Regions from separate parts of the Columba livia genome. Here region 2 is linked to region 1. Evidence: chromatin contacts called from public Hi-C data. All regions are on one chromosome and are shown on one strand. The core of a region is the stretch at or near the end of the contact, and the rest is flanking DNA. Distances in the headings are between cores, read along the strand shown. Region 1 overlaps SHROOM2 (shroom family member 2). Region 2 overlaps TBL1X (transducin beta like 1 X-linked).

The links. Hi-C and Micro-C count contacts between places; a contact is called where the count stands out from the background.
Region 2: a contact with region 1 is called in a Hi-C map of crop, with 4 times the contacts expected there. The contact joins two enhancer-like sites. A contact is called at or near these places in 2 of 2 Hi-C or Micro-C datasets (crop and liver).

The regions. Positions count from the first base shown.
Region 1 is chr1:113,067,964-113,070,577 of bColLiv1.pat.W.v2, reverse strand. All of the region lies in intron 2 of SHROOM2 (shroom family member 2), which reads left to right. Among named protein-coding and RNA genes, the nearest start is that of SHROOM2, 66 kb to the left of the region's middle. Within about 2 kb of position 1,312, at least 1 of the 3 cell types and tissues checked has an H3K27ac peak away from gene starts, as active enhancers do.
Region 2 is chr1:113,191,567-113,194,180 of bColLiv1.pat.W.v2, reverse strand. The region is part of intron 10 of TBL1X (transducin beta like 1 X-linked); the gene reads left to right. Among named protein-coding and RNA genes, the nearest start is that of GPR143, 42 kb to the right of the region's middle. Within about 2 kb of position 1,295, at least 1 of the 3 cell types and tissues checked has an H3K27ac peak away from gene starts, as active enhancers do.

The sequences.
Region 1 (2,614 bases), core at 63-2,562:
GCAGTAACAAGGCTCCTTTGTGAGTCTAATTATATCCCCTAATCTGGCCCAGCGGCGCGGATTAGTGCAGGAGGAGGACGGGTGGGCGGTCGCAGAGGGCTGCAGGGTCCCATGCTCTGCTCCACCAGCATCACCTGCTTTTGCTGAGGACAAAACCCAGATGGGTGTCACCCTGCACCCCATGCCTCTCTGCAGCTGGGGCCTCATCGCTTCTCTCGTGGCCCAATCCCGCTCCTTGCCGTGGGGGCTCACCTGCCAGCTGGGAGCCGTGCCTGCTTCCCAGGGAAGGGGTCTGGGGAGGAGGCGCTGACCGGCGCAGTGCCCGGGTAGGTACCTGCGCTGTGCTGGAGCTGGAGGTTCCTGCCAGGCTGGCCAGGAAGCAGGACACCAGCTCCAGCAGCTCCAACAGCTCCTCACCCCTAAGACCATTGCTGGGGTGAGCAAGTGCTCTGGGTGCTCTTATCTTTGCTTGTTTGCGCACCTTATGACCTTGTCCATGGAGGGAGGGGAAAGCCATGCAGGGTTGTCTGAAATACATCTGATAAAAATTTCATAGTAGGATTGTTGAAGTGGAGTCAGCAGGTGTGGAAGAAGGGAGGTGACTTTGAGAAGAGTATTTTGTGGTTTGCTTGCCAATTTGCCTCCCATTTCTGCTGCAGACCTGGCTTCAGTGTGCTTTCTGTTGCTGAGCAAAACCACTCATCTCCCAGCGGTGCTGTGCCCTGGCCTGGTTTGCAGTTACTGCTCTCTGAGAGGTCTGCAACTGGTTTTCTTGGGCCAGTTTCTTCATCCCAGTATGTATCATCAGGGAAAATGGGGTAGCAGAGTCAGTCTGTTAGTAGAGCTTGAAGTGTCAGGGCCTGAGAGTTTTTAATTCTTGAGCTTTTATTGGTGCGAAAAGAAAATTCAGTGGAAAAAAGTTTCTCAGGCTGTGAACAGTTTGCTGACATGTGCAGAGGTTGCACAAGGATGCCAGGGGATTTTTACGGAACAGTGCAAGAGGAAACAAGTATGCTGATAAATGTTTGAGACCAAAATTGTCCCTCCCTGTAAATCTAAGGAGGGATCGTGGGATTTCTCCTTGGGAAGGAGAGGAATATGAAGTAGTGAGCAATCTGGGAAAAAAAAAAGACATTTAAATACACTTGTTTTATGCAGTTTTGGGAAGTGAGGGAGGGTGTTAAATGATAAATTTGGCGGAGGAGGATTTTTTTCTCACTGCCAGGCAGTTGCTGCTTCCTGCTCTTCAAGAACATATGCTGTGAAGGTGGGGTGCCAGAGCAGCGTGGGCTCAGGATGTGTTTCTCTCTCTATCTGCTTAGTGGTGACCAGACAGAGCAGCCAGTTCCATTAGAGAAATCCTTAATCTAGTGAGGCTAATGGAGCTTCCCTCCAGTGTGAGCTGCTCAGGTAGGAATTGCCTGTTGTATTTGTGGGATGAGATCCCAGAAGAGTTATGATCAACTTCTGTGGTTTATTGTTGGTTTATAATAAAGCATAATAATACATAGCAGAATGCTGGCACTTAAAACATATCACATGTTTCTGCTGATCTCACTGAACTTCAAATAAAGCTATAAAATATTAGACTTTCATTAATCATGTGGAGCTCATGTGTATTATTCAGTGTGTCTCTTTCAGTGATCTTTTTATGTATGAAAGACATCTTTTCTGTTCCTTGAGGCTGTTTAAACTTCTGTGAGGGAGCTCTGTACCACCCTAACACTAGTGTTAAAACACAGTTTTGTTTTCCAGCTGAAGAAGACTAAGTCTGGTACATAAATGCAACTAGATAAGTATTCAGAGTTAGAGCCATATTCACTGCTTCAGCTTTAAAAATAGTGACATAGGCACAACTTGCATGTGAATGTATAGTATAATTATTTGTTGTGAGATTGTCCATAGACACCTTGCATCAGGATCCATCGTTGGTTTATGCAGGCAGAGTGCACGGATGAATTCAGTTATTAAATTAGTCTCTTCAGAGAGATGCTGATAGCCCCTGTGGTTTTTTAGCACACAAGTTTTAGCAGCAGGAATAACTATTTGTGAATATAGCTAGAGCTTTTTTTCCTGTCTATTATCATCCATTGTAACTGATTTGACCTCAAAAAATCATTGAAGTAGTTTCCGATTTGTTTTCTTTGTATCCAAGCACATTTCAACTTGTATTTTTTTAGTTTTATTTTTGCCAGATTTACTTTCTTGTAAAACTTACACTTGGTGATAATTAGGGTGACTGAAGATTAAGATCTGAAGGAGTGGTCTGAGGTGGGCTGGAAGAGGAATAATCTATTGAAGGTTTGTGGTGTTACTGCTGTGAAGTGATTCTGTGATTTGACCTGGATTTCAGGTCTAATGAGGTTAAATTGGGTGCGTATCTTGGCACATTCAGTTTCTGCAAAAGAAGCCTAAAAGCCTGCAAGAACATTATCCACTAAACAAAATCAGCTCTGCTCTGGGAATTCCAGAAATCAGAGTTGTCTAGTCAAGACTTTTAAACTTTCAACTCTTAAATGGTTTTAAGTGTTCTAAGGCTGCCATACATCTGCTCAAAAATAAGGCCTGTGTTGTTTCCAGGGTATCCAAATAAAAGGAAGTAGCATTGTTGCAG
Region 2 (2,614 bases), core at 46-2,545, 120 kb before region 1:
TTATCATAACTGTTTCATCAAGGCAAACTTTGTACTGTATAGTGATATAGTTAATGAGACTCTTAAGCCTTGTGACCCCCAGCTATTGATGTAAGTAGTTGCAGATACAGAACTTGGTTAGCCCTTCAGAGTCATGTTCACTGACATGTATCTGTCTTAGCAGTGATGAGAATCGAGGATGTATCACTCCATTCCCCTCTTATCAAGTTGAAACTTAACTACGTCTCCCAATGCAATATGCCCATGTCCATCTGCATTAATACATTTTTTTTTAAAATATTCTTATTACATGTGCTGTTTGGACCATAAGGCACAAATGAAGTGGAGATGTGGAGAGGCTTTTATTTTTAGTAGTAGTAGTAGTAGTAGCAGTAGTAGTAGTATTTCAAATGTATTTTCAAAGTGAAGTAAAGCAGTTAGTCATTAAGGAAATTATCTGTAGGCCAAAAGTGTGTGTCCTACAAAAAAGCCCTGCAAATCAGCTGGAGTCTTTGTCCTCACATGAGTCTAAAGCCACAAAGACCTCACCTTGTCCTCTTTGCATCACTTCTTCACCAGAACAAACTAACAACAAAGTCCTTTCCATATCTGAAATCTGAAAACCTTGTCTACACAAGAATTAAAAGGTGGCATTTTAACAATTAAAAGTCTAGTCGAGACAGAGTACAGTTTCTTTAACACATACTTGTGTGGGATACTTACTTGCATACTTCTTTGAAATCTGGAGACAGTTGGCCTGGGAATAACATATTTTTTTTACTCTCAGCTGCTTTCCAGTAGCTTGTTTAGTTTACACTCATATGGACAAAACTATCCTCTTAAAATACATAATGAAGACTCCTTTGTCTAGGTCTTGAAGACCTCTTTATCATTGATGTTCCCATGTAACTTTAAGGTTTTATGGTTGAAATATGTAAGTATGTGGATAAGTAGCTTCTAGGGTTTCATTATTCTTTGCAAAACTATGAGTCATCACAGGGCATTTGATCAAACTGTGTATTCACAAAGCGTATTTCTTTAAAGTGGAGTGAAATAATCCAATCTTCGTGTCTGCTGATAGATGTGGACTGATCTCTATGCATGCAGGAACAAATTGGTTAAGTGAAACCATAAGAGGTATTTGTATGACCCAGCTTCTAAGTGCTCTGAGTCACTCCCTGCAGACACTTAACTGTATCCTCTTCTGAGCTTCTAATTCTGAATCACACCTAAATCAGTTCAGAAAAAAACTTAAATTATAATTATTGTAACACTTTTATTGTGTTTTATTTTAGCTGCTTTTATTAAATGACATTCTGATTGTTTTTATGCAGTTGGCTGGTGTCCTGTGTTTTTGATGACACTTTGGCGATTAGATTACTTGCATCGAAAACCACGTTTGGTTGGTTTTTCCAGACCATTTTATTTAGTTACTTATCCAGTAAGCATATGATTAAATACACCAATAAATGAATCGGTATTAATTGTCAACACTCAGTGATTCAAATTATGCTGCAATGCAAATCTGTCGCTTTAGGTGCCAATAGCTCTCAGAAGATTACTTTTCAACTCATACATATCATACTAGATATTAACCCTGAAGGCGTATTGCTGTTAATGGAGACAGATTTTTGTTTGCTCTGAAACAGTAATACAAAGCTTTCAACATAAAAATAAGACAATCAGTTAAAGCAAAAAAATTCTTTACTGTTTCCTGATCCCCATTCATGTTCATTGGAAAACTCAGAATTAACCTGCATTTCCTTTCTGTTTCTGCAATGTAGAAATTCCTTACCTGTCACACAGGTTTATTGAACGTTTTCATTAATATTCTAAAAAAAAGCCTGTGTATAAACAGTTTCAGCCCTCTATTCTCATTTAGAGAGCTACCTGATGATTTGGAAGGTGACATGGATCAATCTCATTTTGCAGTTCCTAAAAAATTATAACAGGAAAAAATGTACTTAATGTAGTAAGCTTGGCAGAACACAAGTCTTTTCACCTCTGTATTACAACAGTATTTTTGTGATCGTATTTGAATAAGGCAATTTTTGTTTAATGATAAACTTGTATTGTTGCCAGAAAGAGATTCAACTTTTGTTCCTATATGATTTTCTCGTTCTGAAACACATATTTCTCACAGGAGTGTGCTGAGAGCAGAGATTTCTATATTTTAGCAAGTCTTATGTCATCCTCTGGAGGGCAGCTAAGCTCTTTTCTGAGCAAAAAACCAAGCAGCAGTCATAGAAATACAAGCAAGCTGTATGTCAGGAGTTCCCTCATACTCCTGTGCGTGCTTTTAGTCGGCAGTCACATGCTGTAAAAGTTTTGTTGTTGTTTTTTCCAGACTTTCTGCAAAGCGTGTGTGTTGCACCCAGGCACCAGTTACGTGTCCATGTGCTGTCTGTGTGCAAAGTTTCATTAGTTCAGTCCTAGTTAATGCCAAACCCTCTACAGAAACTCATCCTCTTGTTTCAGATCTACTTGATCAATGACTCTCTCTTAAATCAATCCCCACCCAAACTAAACTGAACGTAGGTATTACTAATCCCCGTGTCTGCACAGAACGGTGCATTTTTATCAGTGCCTGCATAAAGCTGGGGCAAGGGGCAATGGCCGCCTGCTGCTTCTCCCT